Regions from separate parts of the Ovis aries genome. Here region 1 is linked to region 2. A link is a contact called in public Hi-C data. All regions are on one chromosome and are shown on one strand. Each heading gives the region's core, a stretch centred on a gene start, on an enhancer-like site or on the middle of the called end of the contact. The rest is flanking DNA. Distances are from core to core; before and after follow the strand shown.

Region 1 (3,484 bases), core at 386-2,885, 220 kb after region 2:
CCACAGCAGGGAATCCTCGGGCTGGGCCCGGCCCCAAACCTTCAGACCAGAAGCTGGTGAAGGTGGAGTGTTCCTGGAAGCCTAGGACTTTCCGTAGCCCATCCGACCCTTAAAGCTAAAAACCTGAGTCTCTCACAGAGACTGATCTGGCCAGATTCCGACGGAGCAGGCGAGGTGGGCCCAGGAGACCCCCCGGCGGAGGAAGGGAGGAAGTGTATGGGGCACCTGGAGCAGCATCCGGGTGTGGGAGGGATGTTGGCACCAAAGTGCCACCTTCTGGGGAAGCCGCATAGTACTTTAGGTGATCCACCAGGGCAGGTTTCCCTGGTGGCCCAGGCGGTAAAGAATTCGCCTGCAGTGCGCGAAGACCTGGGTTCGATCCCTGGGTTGGGAAGATCCCCTGGAGGAGGGCATGGCAACCCACTTCAATATTCTTGCTTGGAGAATCCCCATAGACAGAGGAGCCTGGGAGTCGGACACGACTGAGCGACTAAGGAGCCTGGGAGTCGGACACGACTGAGCGACTAAGTACTCACACACACACCCCTGAGCGACTAAGTACACACACACACACACCCTCAGGGCAGGATGCCTGGGTCCCTACGAAGGCGCGACCTTCTCAGGTTTCTCTCCAGCCGCCTGGCCAAGAGCTGAGCTTGGGCTGGGGGCCGCCCTCGCGTCTTCCCAAAAGCTCTGAGGTGCAGCCAGGCACGGAGAGCGAGCTCACAGCTCCAGAGCCGGTGGGCACCGGAGATCAGACCCACTGACCTGCGGTTGAGCTGAGGCAGGACCGGAAAAGCAGGGGGTGCGGGGCGAGGGGGCGGTGTATGGAAAGGCTCTGGTTTTCTGGAACCCCTACTGGACTGAGTGGGGTCACTCACGACTCAAGTGTCCTCGCTTTTGGATTTCTGACACGTCTTCCCCATCGTGAAAAATGGTATCACAGTCATCCCCTTTTGCAAGCCTATTCCCCCTTCCTCACCTCACATTCAGTCTAAGTCCAAATCTGTCTGGTCTTCCTTCTAAATGCTGCTCAGAGTCATTCACTTGTCGGCTTCCCTCTCTTCTGCTAGACCAGGCCGCCATCTTGTGACTGGACTCAGGAATAGCTTCCTAACTGGTTTCCCTGCCTCAGAAATCTTTTACAAACAGAAATCTGATCTTGCACTCTTCTGCTGAAATCTCTTTGTCAGTGGTTTACTGCCCAAGTTCCCCCAGAAACACTCTTCCCCTTCCCCCCTCATTGTTGACTTGTCTCCCACTCTAGATTGTGCTCTGTGAGGGTAGGGACTTAGTGCGGTATTGTATCCCCAATACCTGATGCAGTGATCGAACGAATGTCTGTTGAATTAATATGAAAGAAGTTTCCCCTCTCCTTCCCTGATTCTCCCCATCCTTGTTTCCAAACCAGGATGTTAGGGCCGTGGGTGAGGACACTCTGTCCCTTGGCTGTAGAGTCTAGGATTGATTTCCACTCCAAAAGGATGTTGCCTCCCCCCTTCCTCTTTGCCCACTTCTCTTTGGCCAATATAAGGCCAAACTGGAGGCTGGTGGGCAGTCATGTATGTTATGGAAGGCCATGCAGGTAGCCAGAATCAAACCCTCTTAATAGTCCTCTTAATAGTGCTGGTCACGATGAGCTTGGTGTTTGGTAAGTGGTTCAATGGGGTCAGAAGGGTTTCCTAACCTGCCGGATACAGAAACCCTGATACCAAGTATCTGCATACATGTACCAAGAATATTCAGGTAAAACCAGGCAGGAGGAAAATGGGATGGGTGGGCTTGGTGGGATAATGCTCGGGGACTGATAACAAACTGATATTCGCTCTGAGGGAGATTTCTGGTGACTACCCCAAGGCTGTCTCACTCAACGGCAATAACCTGAATGGAGATACTAAGGGGAATCTCTTCGAATCTGAGGGCAATACAGGATGGGGAGGGTTGGGGGAACGTGCCAGATGACAGCCTCAGGATACACAGCATAGAACAAGGCTAAGTTCAGCCTGATAACTCCACTTGGCTGCAAAGCACCATCTACACAGAAACCAGATCCAAAGTGTTTGCTCAGCATCTGCCTCATACCAAGTGCTCTGCTGAGTCTGAAAGCGGGTTTTGGGGGCTCAATAACATGTGATCTGCGCCCAGGACCAGAGGAGGAGGGAAATGAATATGGTGTAGTTGGGGAGGGCTTTGGTGGGCAACGTTTCATGAGTCTGTTCAGTGAAAGGACAACCAAACAAACAATGTGGCCCTGGGCTTTAGTCTCTTGGCTACAGAAAGGAGAAATTCTTCCTGTCCTGTGATGATACACTCTGAGGTTTTCACACTCTGAACATTACAGATTAAGAAAGCATATTCAAAAGAGAATCTGGGGGTTGGGTGAAGGACAGTGAAACCAAGTCACAGAGGAAGCACTGTCTTAACAGGGCTGCCAAAAGTTGGAATGAACTGCCTTGGCCTAACCTTTAAATTTAGAGGTTTGTAGAGTGCTAAGCATGTTAGCCCCTCAAATGCATGTTAAATGAATGAGTTCCTCATTTCAGGAGGTATGAGAGTAGAGAGTAGAAAATTTTTTATGAGAACTAAAGCTTCTGATGTTAGATTAAGCCTGATGGTTTTCAAGAATTAGTCATTTTATGGTTTTCTGAATAGGGAGGTAGGAGGGAACAATGGGGTTGATCAGTCTGGGAATTAGGTGGGTTTGGGGTCAGTGTTTCTCTGTGTTCCAGGTCAGTCTGAGATATATGATCAAGAACCCATTAAACAGAAATATTTCAACAAATACCTAAGCTGCTATCGATGCCTCTTTGAGACCAAGGAGTTGGGATGCCTTCTGGGATCTGACACCTGCCTTGTCCCAAAGGGCAGCAGTTGCATGACTCTGATCATAAAGAACAGTAAGCTGCCTCTTCCTTTCATCTTGGGTCCAGTCCATTCCTGAACTGAGTCTCTACCAGCCTTCTAAGCGGCACCCCAACTGGTTCCCACAACTCTAAGATACTGTTCTATCACTCCCTCTCTCTCTCCTTTCCTTTAGAGCTACTCCACATCGCTACTTCCATTCCTCTTCCCTTCTTGGCTCACCCTCATAACACCCAGCCTCGCAGGCCTGGAGTTCACCAGATCCACTGGCCTTTCCTCGGGCTGCCTTCTCCCCATCTGTCAGCGGTAGTTCCTGCCAGCACCATTCTTCTGCTACATCTTCCATTGTGTCTTCTTAGCCTCCTTCACTGAGTCTTGCCTTTTTCTTCTGGAGCCTTAACAGCTCATGTTCACCAGAGTTTGGTCTTTTGCTGTCCTCCTCTTTACCTTCCCAGAGGAATTAAAAAAAACACACACACATTTATTTAAAGATGCACCAGGTCTTAGTTGCTTCATGGGATCCTAGTTGCTTCATTGGATCTTAGTTGCTTAGTGGGATCTTTTGGTTGCAGCATGCAGGATCTAGTTCCCTGACCAGGGATCAAACCTGGGGCCCCTGCAT
Region 2 (3,715 bases), core at 1,142-3,641:
CCACCCAAATCCAAGGGCTCCAGCAGACAGCTGAGGCTGAGCAACCCGGCAGCTGGAGCTGGGTGATCTAGGAGCAAGGCAAAAATGGAGACCTTGTCATGTCCACCTCTGTTCTGAAGAAGAAGGGCACCGTTTCCCCTACGGCCCCATCTCAAAACTAAAACTCACCCTTTGGTGCGAAGTCCACACCTTTCTTGAAGCCAGGTGGAACAGTAAGGAGGTCTGGAGGACGGGGACAGAGAGAATCAGGGCTCTTGCACACCGCCGTACAAATCATACATTACATTAACCTGCAGGATGTTGTTCACAGCGTACACGCTGTAGCTGTAGTTTTGTGACAGTCTTCCAACAGATGACAGTAAAGGTTGTTACGGAAAAGGTACCTTTTCCTAATTTGCTCAAGGGAATGGAAAAGCTAGCAAGGACCCAGTGACAGGACTTGGCCCCTCTTCCTCAGGCCCCAGGCGCAGAGCCCTACCTCCCATGGTCCCTCCTGGCACCATCTCACCTTTCTCAAAGTCTATCTCCTCCTCAGCCTCCTCTCGAGTGCTCAGATCTGTTATAGTGGGCTCATCCATCCCACCTGGGGAGAGGTTGGACAAATAGGATTCATGGGGTGGCAGTGACATGAGAGAGGTGGAGACTAAGGGCTCCCTCCCCTCCCATCCCATTTCCACAAGCATCACCTGGCCAGAAAGGGTACTGGGTTGGATTCCCCCACAGGGACTGGGAGATGGGTGCTGGTGGCCGGCGAAGAGACAAGGAGGTTGTGGACGACAGGTTTGTATTCTCTAGCAGGACCTGAGGCAAGAGAACAGAGCGCCAGTGAGGCTGAGCTTGCCTCTGACCCCACCTTCTCCTAAATCTGCTTCTGGTGACCCACGACCACTTACCTCCTTGTAGCCTAGTATCTGGCCTGTGGTTGGGTGTCTTTGGGCCTGTAGGTCGGAGGGGACTGGGGCCCCCAGTGTGGCCAGGAGAGACCAGGGATCCATCTTCCTCTGCCATTTCCTGGACAGAAGCAAAGCAACGTTCAGGTCTTCTTTCTCCTCTGTCCCAGCTTCCTTCAGGGACCCACCTGCCAAGCCCAGGCCCTTCTAGACCCCTCACCGGGCTGAGTGCTCCACACCATGCAGAGGCAGCCAGGTGGGAGATGACAAGAACAACTGCTCTGCTTCCTGCTGCAGATCTGGGGCACAGGGAGGGAGGCCGTGGGGAAGCTGGAACAAAGGCACGAGGTAAGGGAAGAGAGTAAGACACAAAAGAGAAGGTGACGCGACTTGTATTTAGATCAGATATGACAGACGTCCCAGACTAGGACAATCAGGCTGAAGCACTATTTTCCAAAGGCTGTTCTGTTTTACAGAACAAACGGTCTGCAACCGAATTACCTAGGGTTCTGATTAACAATACAGATTTTGGATTTCTGAATCTATGGACCTAAGAACTAGGATTTTTCAAAAGCTCCCCCATCAATTGTGTGTGTGTGTGTGTGTGTGTGTGTGTGTGTGTGCGTGCGCGCACTCAGTTGTGTTCCAACCCACGGATTGTGGCCCGCCAGGCTCCTCTGTCCGTGAGATTTTCCACTAATCATCAGGCACACTGATATTTGAGAATTTCTAGTTTTAGGAAAACGGGGCCCCAGGCCTAAGGATGAAGAGCCAGGTGGTGTTCAAAGGCTAGCATCTCAGTCACCAAGAGCCCTGGTGCTTGGAGACAGAACAGGACTCCAGGGAGAAAACAGCAGTTTGAAAGAGCAGTTCTCAGAACTAAAGTTTCCTCGGGGTTCCCTGCTCTATCGTCTTATGGGCTCTGACCCACTGCAGGTCCATTGGGTTGGAGTCTGTCCAGCACCAGTCTAGGCTCGGATGACAAGTATCCAGAGACAGGACAGCTGAGTCAGCTTACATCCTACTGGGAGGGTGAAGGAGGTTTCAAGCTCAACAGGGTCAAGGTTAGGGTGAATCGGCACTCACGGTGCTCTCTGGAGCCCCAGGCACATTCAGCAACTCCCAGCGCCCAGTGCATCCCAGCTCTACGGCCCGAAGGGGCAGGTCCAGGGGATCTGGGGGAGGTAGCACTACGGAGGAAAGGTCACAGGTCAGGAGTTAAGGGTCATTCACTGTCTCCTCCGTCTTTCCACCCCCTCCCCCTCACCGAGTCGCTCCGTCTCCATCATCCTGGAGCCACGGCAGCAGCCGGGCAGCCGGGAAACGTAAGGAGGAGCCGGAACCGGCGGAAGTAGAAGCGACTTCCGGCACAAATGGGCCTAGGGGCGGGATAAGAGCTACTTAGGGGCTGACCCAAACTGGTGGGAGGCCGGGCGGAAGTGTGTGCGGCGCGGGCCGCCTTGGTTACCGCGTTCTCCGCCCCTCGCTACGTCATCGCTCTGAGCCCGGGATCCGCTGCCCGCGCGGGCGCCGCCCGAGACCGTGGGGCCCCGGTTGCCGCCCCCTCAGGTAAGGCCGTCTCCTCAGCCTTCGCCCCCCTTTTTCCGAGCTCCTTCTGTCTTCTTGCCCCTTTCGTTGCTCTGAGAGCGCTGCGCGGGTTCCACTGCTTCCTCTGCTTTTCGGACCCCGCAATTCCATACCAACTCCAGCGAGATAGGGGGGTCTGGTGCCATCGTCTTGGCCACGGAGCGGGTATTTATCGCTTCCTGGGCCACATGGTGCCCCAAGGCGCTGGTATCCGTGATTCCTGAAGACAGAAGGGAATGCTGGTTGATCCCGACGAGGTGGGCTTTGGACGGCAGCCTGGTTAAGCAAGGGGTAGGGAGAGGTAGAAGATAGGAGTAGGCAGGCCTGAAGGGGGGGGATCGGGAGCAGTGTGGACGGCGTGTGAACTCTGGGCGGTGACAGTGGAGAAAGATGTCTTGGGCCCTGCCCCCGAACCAGGAGCCACCATGTTGGTGATACCCCCCGGACTGAGCGAGGAGGAGGAGGCTCTGCAGAAGAAATTCAACAAACTCAAGAAAAAGGTGAGGGAGTGTGTGTGGGCATGGCCCAAACTTTCAAAGACTCTACACTGAGAACACCTGGGGTGAGTGTGAGGGGATGGGGGGTGGGGATTCCTCTAGCTAATACCTGGACGCCTGTCATCTCTCAGTGTAACTTCAGAGATGGACTTTCCCAAGTGTGTACTTTCTTTTCTCTCTTTTCTGTGTGGTCTGCCATGGAGTTGTCTTCCTTTCCCATGGCTTTTAGTACCACCTAAGAACTGGTGATCCCAAGCTTGGTTTTTCCAATGCCGTCTAGTGTCTTACTGATAACAACTGAAGCTGTCCTCTTGTCTGTACTAAACTTGGTCTTCCAAATAGGACTGTCTGCATTCACTTCTTCGATTTGTTTGAGATGAATATCTCACCTCTGTCTCCTGCACCATTTGTGTAGCCAAACGTTTGCCAAGTCTTCATTTTTCTTTTAAAGTAATTTCTTCTGTTTTCTTTTTCCTATGTATTCCCTAGATCAGGTCTTTCCTGATGCTCACTTTGACTGTTGTAATGGGCTCTCAGCAAGTTTCTTCTCTTGGACAGACTTTTTCACTCCTGTTAAACGGTGCATTGAAAACACTAAACACTGCCCTTCTTTTTTCAAAACACAGTGGTTTCGCATTGCCTATAAAAAGCTTTAATCTGGCCTTTCTTCCTATAGAACTATTCCTTGGTCCCAAAGCATGTATTCTCAAAACCTTCTTATCTTTGCATCTCTGCCACCCT

The links. Hi-C and Micro-C count contacts between places; a contact is called where the count stands out from the background.
Region 1: a Hi-C map of hypothalamus shows a contact between it and region 2, with 3 times the contacts expected there. The contact joins the promoter of LY6G5C here to the promoter of NELFE in region 2. A contact is called at or near these places in 7 of 16 Hi-C or Micro-C datasets (hypothalamus, mesenteric adipose tissue, mixed tissues and 3 more).

What each region holds. Positions count from the first base shown.
Region 1 is chr20:26,703,663-26,707,146 of ARS-UI_Ramb_v3.0, forward strand. It overlaps LY6G5C (lymphocyte antigen 6 family member G5C), which reads left to right and starts at 1,636. Exons shown (of 3, transcript XM_027958559.2): 1 at 1,636-1,651; 2 at 2,730-2,897. The coding sequence starts at 1,636.
Region 2 is chr20:26,478,840-26,482,554 of ARS-UI_Ramb_v3.0, forward strand. NELFE (negative elongation factor complex member E) reads left to right here and starts at 2,392. Exons shown (of 10, transcript XM_012100918.5): 1 at 2,392-2,459; 2 at 2,895-2,977. The coding sequence starts at 2,903. It overlaps LOC101114145 (superkiller complex protein 2), which reads right to left and starts at 2,217. Exons shown (of 28, transcript XM_042237100.2): 1 at 2,158-2,217; 2 at 1,977-2,080; 3 at 1,111-1,220; 4 at 894-1,011; 5 at 687-801; 6 at 509-583; 7 at 169-222; 8 at 1-67. The coding sequence starts at 2,179.